Regions from separate parts of the Mus musculus genome. Here region 2 is linked to region 1. The links are chromatin contacts, called in public Hi-C maps. All regions are on one chromosome and are shown on one strand. The core of a region is the stretch at or near the end of the contact, and the rest is flanking DNA. Distances in the headings are between cores, read along the strand shown.

Region 1 (5,853 bases), core at 2,313-4,812:
CATAAAGAGCTCAAGAGAACACTGTAGATGGATCTGCAGAGGCCTAGGAGTGATTCATTAAGCAGAACTCAGTGCCCGGAACAATTCAGACACATGATCTGTTATATGAATAGAGAAATACTCAACTGAGTTAGTAGAATCAATTGTTTTATAGGAATTTTATATTAATGAAATATTATATCAATATTCAGATATCTATTAACTGCCCTTTGTCCATTTTGCTGTCACTCACCCAAAACCATCGGCACTGTTGACCACCTTACACTATGAGCCTAGTGTTAATGTAGTACAAGGAAGCAGAAGCTATAACCAACACTGTAATGCGCTTTCCTCAGGATTAAATTTTGTTTTTAATACTTTTATTGAGATTTCATTGTGTCTGCATAATATCCCTATGAAAAAGATCTTATATAATTCATTGTATAGATAAAAGACCATGTTAGTGAGATAATTATCTCACCCCAAGTCTCACAAGCGAGGAAACAGTCAAGATTCTAAAGCAGGCAAAGGTGGTTGACCAGAGTGTCCAACCCTAGTTGATGCATCTACAATACAACCCCAACATGTAGGGTTGGAGAATACTGAGGAAGGTGGCTGGGGAGACTTGTAAAAGCAAGAGAATCAGGATGTCTGCTCCAAGACAGTGTTTTCCACATACAACACTCATGAAATTTCAACCATATGATCGCTGGCTAAACAAGACCTGAAAAATGACAATAGCAGCTGACATGCTAACATGGATGGAAGAAGTCTCACAAGGCTGCAGCCCTAGAGAAAGAGCTACAGGCAGTCAATGGTGCTGGGAAGAATCAGTGAATCCTCCAGGGAGCCCCCACCCACACACACACCATAGTAAGTGGTCAGTCCTAAACAGATGCATAGGAGCAATAAAGAAAGCACTCAGCAGGTGGTGTTTATATAATTATATATGTAACCATGACACTTACATAAAAGAGTCCACGAATCGGAGAGAAGTTGGAGGAAGGACAGGGAGGAACAAATCCTATAAATACAGTACTCAAAATACGAAGTTCTCAAAGTAATATCCACACTGAAAATAGCTTAAATTATACGGCCCTTTCTTCTGCTATAGTACACAAAATCTGTCCTCAAAGTCATTTAGACAGGGAAGGTTAGAATTTCAGCCATCAGTGGCTCTTGAACAGAGGAAGACTGTTATATACCCTGGAAAAGACTATTGAGTAAGGGCATTTTAATGTCAGGGTAGGTCTACCAGGGTTTTAGTGAACTGTGATGTCTACAAATTGACCAGAACAAAGGACAAAGGACAGCTAAAGCTGTCAGTACTCCAAGAAGCAAACAAAAGCAAAAATTAAGAGAAAAAAAATGTAAGCAAATATTCAGTAAGGATTCACTATGCCACTTCTGCTGTCCAAGGCTTGGGGCTGGGAATATGAAAATAAACCTTGGCTCATCTTCCATTACAGTGGGATAACCAAGTAGAGAGAGACAGTGGATTTCATACATTACAGACCTTAAACTTAAAACCAAAAACCAAAAACTACAGTTGAGATAAACACCACAAAACCTACAGTGCATTACAATATTGTCTAAGAGGTCAGGGCTAACTTCCACAAGGAACTGACATTTTACGTGAGCTCTAAAGAGTGAGTGAAGTGGAAAAAATCGGAAGAGAACTTAAAGTCTGGAGGGCGAAATATGCCTCATCTGGGACACTAGGAAGGCTGCATGGCTGGGCCAGAGGGTGAACAAGATGGCTGCCTTTGGGAGAATGGGCTGAGGGATAAAAGCAGAGGCAGGTAACCCAGTTAGGAGGTTAGTGCAGACATCTATGCAAGAACTGAATGGGTTAATAGAAGTCAAAACCACATTGCCAAGATGGCTTGGATGTGTGCCAGGAGGAGAAAAATGTTAAGGAGTGTTTAAGCGTTTTGTTTGCTCAAATACAGTGATGGTTCTGTTTATAAGATCAACTCAGGAAGGCCTGTGCTTCACTTTAGTAGGGTTCAGTCTGAAGAGCACAGGTAATGGGGGAGAGTTAAGAAAACACACACACACACACATACACACTCACTTGCACACACACATACGCATGCATGACACACAACTGTAACTGAATAGCATGAAGTTAGGATTGCATTTAGAGAAGTACAAAACTCTGATAAAGATGGAGAATGAGAGACCAGCAGCTAGAGAGGATGTTGTGTCAGCAAGGAGGGATTGGCCAATGAGCCCCAAAGTTAGCAGAAACAGAAGTGTAAAAATGAGTTCAATGATATAGTGCCACCTATCATCTTAGACCTTTTTGTGATGCGGAGCAGTGGACACAAGTCTTGAACATCTGCTTTGGACCCAGTTAATATTTGTTTCTAATCACCCTTTAGTTTGAGTAGCATCATCTGCACGTTAATTATTTTACCATTACTTACTACCTAAAGAGCCTATAAAAATAAAACTATTACTTAAGTACAATATATGATTCCAGTGAACATTTGTGCTTAGCAACTGTTCATCTTAGTAACTTCTTCATCCAGTTTGCATAGAAACCAGCCATCTATTTTAACCCTCGAAGAAAAGCAGGCTGTGTTGAATGTCCTGGAACCATACAGCAAACTCCAGCAGGGCATTCTCCAGGGTTATTCAGACTATTTGCAATTTCCGGCTTAGGTGCTGACTTCAGAATGGGTTTAAAGTGGCACATCGAAGAGATTGTCCTGGGCTCAGACCATACTCTAGAGGTTAGGCACTCTGCTGCTAAAAGCATGCCGGAAGCCTAAAGGTCCCGTACTTTCCCCTGGCCTGATTCACTCTGGGCTAAACCTTTTATGTCTACTTTTAGAGTCCGATGCTTGTAAATATCCTTTACTCTAGAAGAGTTAATATAATAGAGACTTTAAACGCAAACAAGATATGCTTGTCATACACGATTAGTAGAAAAAGCAAGAGTTAGTTTCTCCTACCCACAGGCTGGGTTGCTCTGTCGGGTTTAGACTCCGGTTGAACTAGAAGCAAATTCTGCCCTCTACTGTAAGAGACTGGATTTAGTATAGTCAATTGCTTACAGTAAACTTTTAAGGGCCTAGTTATATGACCCAACCAAGCCTGAAAGTGGCTATGTAGCCTAGGATGGCCTCGTACTGGGGGCGACCTCCTGCCTCTGCGTTCCAAACACTGGATTTCAAGTGTGCACTAACACACAGGCTACGGTAAACTCACTCGGTCACCACCTGCGGGCAGCGAGACAGCAAGTAAACTGTGAGTCAGACTTGGGAAGCCTGTGCTTTTCTTACACCCTCTGTCCTCCGCAGAGCTCGGGGACGCGCTGGGGGCTAGCCTGGCCTCTCGCTGCCTCCCTGCCACGTGACTGCGTGAGCTGCGGGGGCTCGGGGGTGGCGTTTACCTGCTGCCGGTCCCCACCAGGTACGTGTTGGTGCCTTGCAGGGTCATGGGACCCGGGTTGCAGCCCAACACGCGCACCACCCGACTGGACAGCTGCTCGATGCGCTGCAGAGCGGCAGCCATCTCTCTATCTACCTCGGTGACCGCCGGCACCCGAATTCCAAGTCACTCAGCGTGCTGCGACCTCAGGCTCGGAGGGCAGGGCGGCGGTCTCGTGACGTCAGGCCCGGCGCGGATCACGTGGGACTTCGCTCAGTGGCCCGGAGCGGATTGGCGGCCACTATCTTACGACTTGCTGGCACGCCCGTCAGCCAAGTGACGGGGGTGGGGTGGAGGGATGAGTTCGCGGTGACTGTGGCATGAGGTGGCCTGACCCGCCCGCACTGGCCTCAGCCGGCTCCGTCGCTGAGCTTCTTGTGTCTCTGAGCCTTGTTTCCAAGTAGCTTTACATATCCATAAAGAAGAATGCAGTTACTTCATTGAAGTTAACCTCCAGAAGTGGGGGAGGGAAGGTCACAAGCTAGGCAGGTATGGGGAGTATTTACTGAGTCACCAACTTAGGAAGGAATGGCAGGCTGGTGATTTGAAGAATAGCTTACCTTTTACAATAAATGATGGCAACCAATGCTTACTTGTACCTGTGTGCGTCTAGCCAAGGGCCACCTCCGAACATTACTTTTTAATCCTCAACAACAGGAAAAAAAAAAAAAAGTAAAGAAAAGAAAGAAAGAAAATAAAAGCGACTGTGCATATCTGCAGAGGCCAGAAGACAATTTGACAATTTCAGGTGACTCAGGAACTGTGCATACCCTTCACCAGTGTTGACTTGCCACCCAGGCCAGACTGGCCAGCGGTTGACAGCCCCAGAGATTCCCATGTCTCCATCTCCCCAGTACAGGCATTATAAAAATGAGACACCATGCCCCACATTTTTACATAGGTTCTGGGGGATCAGCCTCTGCTTGTCGTGCTTATAAGGCAATCACTTTAATAACTGATCTATCGCCCCAAACCCCATTAGTTATCTACTCTTAAAATCCCACGTAGTTCTTAACTCTTTTTTTTTTTTTTTCGAGACAGGGTTTCTCTGTGTAGCCCTGGCTGTCCTGGAACTCACTTTGTAGACCAGGCTGGCCTTGAACTCAGAAATATGCCTGCCTCTGCCTCCCAAGTGCTGGGATTAAAGGCGTGCGCCACCACCACCCGGCAGTTCTTAACTCTTAACAGGCACAATTTCCCCCCATTTTATAAATGTAAATTGGAGTTTGGGAGAGCCAAGCTCTGCTTCCACTTGTTTTACATGAGCACATGGTGCTATCTGCGCAGAGTGGAGGGGCTTGTTTATCTCCTCTCTATCCTACCCTTGCCAAGGGAAATAGGTTGGTTTAGTGTCCAAGGTGAAAGTGATATAATTGCTCTGTCTTTTCCAATTTTCTCTGCCTTTCCCAATCAGCAAGTATTAAGCATTGCTTCCCACTTTAAAATTTTTAGTTATAAGTTACTTATAAGAAAATGCACAGATCCTAAGATATCCATCAAATTATGATGAATATATACCACAAAAGAGATGTAGAGTGTATTCACTACCTTAGCCTACTCCTTTTAGGAATATGGCTCCTCCAGCAAATGCTGAGGCACACAACCAAGACTGAATTCACTATGTAGAAGAAAAACCTGGGTGGACAGTCTGGGACAACCCAGTAAGGCTGTCTTTCTCTGTGAAGTATGCGACTGCATGCTTACTTGAGTGGAGTCTAGTGCATGGATATATGTTGGTCTGCGTCCGCTGGGCATGGCCTCTTGGAGAGTTTGACTGTGTCTACAGCTGGTGGGATGGGTGCAGTGCTGTAGGGAAGCACCAAGACACAGCTTCAGGGGTGGGAAACCACAGTCTGAGATGTGGGAAAGCTGGAACTGGTTCTGGGGTCCCTGGGCCTGCGATGAGGCCAGGGCTGTGGGTTTCTCAGACTTTTGGACATACATCCAGGCACAGCTGAGAATCAATCACAGAAGAGCCAAGAACAGATTTGGAGGCCCACAGAGTTGGGACCAGTGTCTAATCCAGGGGTGGGGGTGGGGGAGGAGAAAGGGGAGCTCTGGCTTGTCCCATGGGTGATTGTCCTCAGATTGGCAGAGGCAGGCTTCATAGTGGTTGTCATTGGACGTGCAGAGAGGCTTTTTGCAGGAGAATTAAGTTGTGTCTCTGTAGTTGAATGCCTTTTTCATGACTTACTATGGTAGATCTTGATAAAAGAAACAGTTCATGCATGGTTCTAAATAGTTTATTGTCATGGAAGAAAATGAATGCATAAAACCATATCCTACTACTCAGAGTGGAACTGAGATTCAGTGCCTTTTACAGGGAGGAGTGTTTGGGAAGGAAAGCTTATTGGTGAAGCCTTCTGGGCCTCTAGGTACCTCATTAGCATGGAGAACTCTGCTTTGGGCCTATATGACCATAGGACAAGTTTC
Region 2 (5,650 bases), core at 2,269-4,768, 35 kb after region 1:
GGAGTGTTCCTCTTTCTCCATATCCTCACCAGCATCTGTTGTCACCTGAGTTTTTTATCTTAGCCATTCTGACTGGTATGAGGTGGAATCTCAGGGTTGCTTTGATTTGCATTTCCCTGATAACTAAGGATGTTGAACATTTCTTTAGGTGCTTCTCAGCCATTCAGTATTCCTCAGTTGAGAATTCTTTGTTTAGCTCTGTCCCCCATTTTCAAAATAGGGTTATTTGGTTCTCTGGAGTCTAACTTCTTGAGTTCTTTGTATATATTGGATATAGGCTTCTATTGGATGCAAGATTTGTAAAGATCTTTTCCCAATCTATTGCTTGCTATTTTGTCCGATTGACAGTGTCTTTCGCCTTATAGAAGCTTTGCAGTTTTATGAGGTTCCATTTGTTGATTCTTGATCTTAGAGCATAAGCCATTGCTGTTCTGTGAAGGAACTTTTCCTCTGTGCCCATGTGTTCAAGGCTCTTCCCCACTTTCTCCTCTATAAGTTTCAATGTCTCTGGTTTTATGTGGAGCTCCTTGATCCACTTGGACTTGAGATTTGTTCAGGGATATAACGATGGATCAATTTACATTTTTCTATATGTTCACCACCATTTGAACCCACACCATTTGTTGAAAATGCTGTCTTTTTTTTTCACCCCCCCCCCCCCACTGGATGGTTTTAACTCCTTTGTCAAAGATCAAGTGACCATATTTGTGTTGGTTCATTTCTGGGTCTTCAATTCTATTCCATGGATATAACTGCCTGTCACTATAACCATACCATGCAGTTTTTACCACTATTGCTCTGTAGTACAGCTTGCAGTCAGGAACAGTTATTTCCCCAGAAGATCTTTTATTGTCGAGAATAGTTTTCGCTATGCTGGGGTTTTTGTTTTTCCAAATGAATTTGTGAATTGCTCTTTCTAATTCTATGAAGGATTGAGTTGGAATTTTGATGGGGATTTTGTGAATCTGTAGAATGTTTTCGGCAAGATGGCTATTTTTACTATATAAACCCTGCCAATCCACGAGCATGGGAGACGTTTCCATCTTCTGAGATCTTCTTCAATTTCTTTCTTCAGAGACTTGAAGTTCTTGTCATACAGATGTTTCACTTGTTTGGTTAGAGTCATACCAACGTATTTTATATTAGTTGTGACTATTGTGAAGGGTGTCCTTTCCCTAATTTCTTTATCAGCCTATTTATCCTTTGAGTAGAGAAAGGCTACCAATTTGTTTGAGTTAATTTTATATCTGGCCACTTTGCTGAAGTTGTTTATCAACTGTAGGAGTTCTCTGGTGGAATTTTTGGGGTCACTTATAAATACTATCATATCATCTGCATGGTATTTTGACTTCTTCCTTTCCAATTTGTATATTTTTAACCTCCTTTTGTTGTCTAATTGCTCTAGCCAGAACTTCAAGTACTATATTGATTAAACAGGGAGAGAGAAGGAATCCTTGTCTAGTCCCTGATTTTAGTGGGATTGCTTCAAGTTTCTCTCCATTTACTTTGATATTGGCTACTTGTTTGTTGTATATTGCTTTTACTATGTTTAGGTATGAGCCTTGAATTCCTGATCTTTCCAAGGCTTTTTTTTTCTTTTTTCAAATTTATTTATTTATTTTTTTATACTTTTTATTAGGTATTTTCCTCATTTATATTTCCAATGCTATCCCAAAAGTCCCCCATACCCTCCCACCCACTCCCCTACCCACCCACTCCCACTTTTTGGCCCTGGCATTCCCCTGTACTGGGGCATATAAAGTTTGGAAGTCCAATGGGCCTCTCTTTCCAGTGATGGCCGATTAGGCCATCTTTTGATACATATGCAGCTAGAGTCAAGAGCTCCGGGGTACTGGTTAGTTCATAATGTTGTTCTACCTATAGGGTTGCAGATCCCTTTAGCTCCTTGGGTACTTTCTCTAGCTCCTCCATTGGGGGCCCTGTAATCCATCCAATAGCTGACTGTGATCATCCACTTCTGTGTTTGCTAGGCCCCGTTTCCAAGACTTTTTGTTTGTTTGTTTGTTTTTCTTTTTCTTTTTTCTTGTCTTTTTTTTTTTTTTTTTTTTTTTTGGTTTTTCTCAAACTCAGAAATCTGCCTGCCTCTGACTCCCAAGTGCTGGGAATATAGGAGTGCGCCACCTCGCCTGACTTTCCAAGACTTTTAACATGAAAGGGTGTTGAATTTTGTCAAATGCTTTTTCAGCATTTAATGAAATGATAATGTGGTTTTTTTTTTTCCTTTGAGTTTGTTTATGTAGTGTATTACGTTGATGGATTTCTGTAAATTGAACCATCACTGCATCCTTAAGACAAAGCCTACTTGATTGTGGTGAATGATTGTTTTGATGTGTTCTTGGATTCAGTTTGTAAGAATTTTATTGAGTATTTTTGCACTCATATTCATAAGGGAAAGTGGTCTGAAGTTCTCTTTCTTTGTTGGATCTTTGTGAGGTTTGTTATCAGTGTAACTGTGGCTTCATAGAATTGGGTAGTGATCCTTCAGTTTCTATTTTGTTGACTAGTTTGAGAGCATTGGTATTAGGTCTTCTTTGAAGGTCTGATAGAATTCTCCACTAAACCCATCTGGTCCTGGGATTTTTTTTTTTTTTTTGGTTGGAAGACTTTTAATGATTGCTTATATTTCTATAGGGGTTATGGGACTGTTTAGATGGCTTATCCGATTCTGATTTAACTTAGGTATTTGTTATCTGTCTAGAAAATTGTCCATTTCATCCAGACTTTCCAGTTTTGTTAAGTATAGGCTTTTATAGTAGGATCTGATACTTTTTTTAGTTTCTTCAACTTGTGTTGTTATATATCCATTTTCCTTTCTGATTTTGTTAATTTGGATACTGTCTCTGTGCCCTCTGGTTAGTCTGGCTAAGGGTTTATTTATCTTGTTGATTTTCTCAAAGAATCAGCTCCTGGTTTTGTTGATTCTTTGATTCTTTTTGTTTCTACTCGGTTGATTTCATCCCTGAGTTTGATTATTTCCTGCCGTCTACTCCTCTTGGGTGCATTTGCTTCTTTTTGTTTTAGAGCTTTCAGGTGTGATGTTAAGTTGCTAGCGTATGCTCTCTTCAGTTTCAAAAAAGAGGCATTCAGAGCTATGAGTTTTCCTCTAAGCACTGCTTTCATTGTGTCCCATAAGTTTGGGTATGTTGTACCTTTGTTTTCATTAAACTCTAAAAAGTCTTTAATTTCTTTCTTTATTTCTTCCTTTATTAAGTCATCTTTGAGTACGGCATGGTTCAGCTCCATGTGCAAGTGGGCTTTCTGTTGTTTTTGTTGCTATTGAAGACCAGCCTTAGTCCATGGTGATTTGATAGGGTGCATGGGATTATTTCAGTCATCTTGTATCTGTTGAGGCCTGTTTTGTGACTGATTAAATAGTCAATTTCGGAAAAGGTACCATGAGGTGTCTCTGACTGTGGCTTGTCCCTCCTGTTCTCACAGGTGCATTGGCACTCCCGGGAGGCTAGTTCTCTCCTGGCGGTATTTGGGAATGTTAGCACTGTGGCACAGGATCAGCTCCGGGCACAGAGGGAAATTGGAACACTCCTGTGCCAGGCTCCTCCTCAGTTCCTGTGTCCTGAGGATTCTAGGCAGGTACCTCTGAACAGAAGCGGTGGTCTTACCTGTGCTCACAGGCTTGTCCACACTCCTGGGAGGCTAGTCCTTTTCTGGCAGTATTTGGGTGTGTAGTGCTGTAGCACAGGAATCAGTCAATCTTAGTTATTTTTGAGTTAATATCTTTAATCTTGATATCAATTCCTGTATTTTCCGGACATCCATGTGGGAGGAGTGGTGGATCTCTTGAAATATGTGTAGTCTCATTTCTTCTGTCATATGGGTTGGTAATCTGCTATTTTCTACCACCTGCCCTAATGTTTGGACATGAGCAAGTTTCTAGTCCAGATTATGTCATCTTTTGAATATTCAGGGTGATCATGGAGTATAGAATCTTTTAGATCCAGGGGAGTCAGGGGCAAGAGGCAGTGGGACAGGTTGCTTCATCTGAAACTGGATCTTTGTTTTTTTTTTTTTTTTTTTTTTTCTTTTTCTGCTATCTCAAGTAGTGAACGATGGCCAGCTTTTTAGGCCCCCATAGAGCCCTTAGTAAGGAGAGGATTTTTTTTTCTTGATATTCTTTTCTTCTGTCATCAGAAGGCCTTTCTCCCTATAAACAGCCCCATGGATGTGAGTGGTAGTAAAGACATACTGGCTATCAGTGTCTCTGGTCTTTTTTTTTTTTCCCCTAGCACTTTGGTTAGAGCTATTAGGTCAGTTTTTTGGGCTGACATTCTTGTCAGGAGTGGCTCTGCCCAAATGACACTTGGTGTTTGAACACTGTCCCAGCATACCTCTGTTCATACTGAATGAGGCTGTCTGAAAATCTGGTCTAGTCCCATGGATGTGGACCTAACTGTCCAAGCAGTCATGTAGTGGTCCTTTGATGTCTGGGTTAGGCAGCAGACTAGCTGAGCTTAGGGCATCTGGAGCCTGAAAGGGGGCTTTAAGAGGAGAGACTGGTAATGAGTCATTTTGGTATTGGCTATGGTCAGGCTTTGGCTCAGTGACAGTTTCTTAGCATCCTTAAGCAGGAGGCTGTAGCTTTGTTGATGTGTTAACAGAGGGTTCTGCTTCTGGCAACGGGGTCCAATGTCTTTGACAGGGAGGCCATTGGCTGGTGCCAGGGCCCCGATCTCTCATCCATGAGGAGATGGAAAAACTAGTCACTTTTGGCGACCCCAAAGCTGGTGTAGAAATTTTTTTCAGGCCCCTGGATCTAGGGAGGTCACCTGTGGTTGACAGAATAGGGCTTTTTTTTTTTTAGACATTTTTGTTTGGTTTATGTTGTTACCAGGAGGTCATTTGTAAACTGTAAGTTTTATTAGCCCTAAGGAAGCTAGTGTGTTTTTTCTCTATTTTCAGCATCATCCTGGGCATCTTTTAAGGCCAAGGTTTGAATAGGCTCCCCTTACCCCTGGGGCATTTTCTGACCCAGTGGATGCTGCATCTTCATCCTCCTCCTCCTCCTCTTCTTCCCTTTTATAATAAGTGCATTGTTCTTTTTCTAAGTGGGGGTGTTTTTGGTCCTTAGGGCCCCTCTTATCTTTTTTTGTAGAAGTCATTTGTGTTAGACGTGCCCTCTACTGGTAGGCCATGGGCCCAGCACCAGAGCCCTGAGTATTGGTTTCTAGAAGCCATTTGTTTCAGCCATCTGTTAGAGTCTTTTGGTTTGGCTATGGCTGCTAACAGAATCTTTGTCGGATCATGAGTCTGTTTCTTTTGCTCTTCTACCTGTCTTTTTTTCCCTATTTTTCTGTCTTTATTAAACACTTTTTTTTTGGTCATTATCTTTTAAATTCCAGTTTCTTGTTCTTGAACCCTTTGGAGTTTCCTGATATCTGGGGTTGTCTAGTTAATAAAGGCTAGAACTATTGCTCTTTTGCATTGTCTTTGGCCAAATTAGTGGCTGTCTTTCAGCTGCTTTGACATCTGCCAACAGAACCTGGCAGATTAAGAGTCTCTCTATCTTTAGTGGTGTTCAAGTCCCAATCTGGGTGGATTAAGAAAAGCTAGTATCAATAGCTGCTTGGTGAGTTCCTCTGTGGGACCAGGAACCAGTTTCCTGGCCTCTTTC

What was found. Hi-C and Micro-C count contacts between places; a contact is called where the count stands out from the background.
Region 2: a contact with region 1 is called in a Hi-C map of liver, with 3 times the contacts expected there. The contact joins the enhancer-like site here to the promoter of Lactb2 in region 1. A contact is called at or near these places in 3 of 39 promoter capture datasets (liver and macrophages), 1 of 15 datasets of contacts at CTCF or cohesin (the G1E-ER4 cell line), 9 of 484 Hi-C or Micro-C datasets (embryonic stem cells, liver and muscle stem cells), 5 of 115 datasets of contacts at active chromatin or transcription factors (embryonic stem cells, hepatocytes, intestinal villus epithelium and 1 more) and 1 of 9 other capture datasets (pancreatic islet).

The regions. Positions count from the first base shown.
Region 1 is chr1:13,656,947-13,662,799 of GRCm38.p6, forward strand. It overlaps Lactb2 (lactamase, beta 2), which reads right to left and starts at 3,563. Exons shown (of 7, transcript NM_145381.2): 1 at 3,383-3,563. The coding sequence starts at 3,504.
Region 2 is chr1:13,692,388-13,698,037 of GRCm38.p6, forward strand. The region is part of intron 3 of Xkr9 (X-linked Kx blood group related 9); the gene reads left to right. Among named protein-coding and RNA genes, the nearest start is that of Xkr9, 26 kb to the left of the region's middle. Within about 2 kb of position 3,519, at least 2 of the 459 cell types and tissues checked have an H3K27ac peak or open chromatin away from gene starts, as enhancers often do. A contact at or near this core is called in hepatocytes and liver, where this site is marked.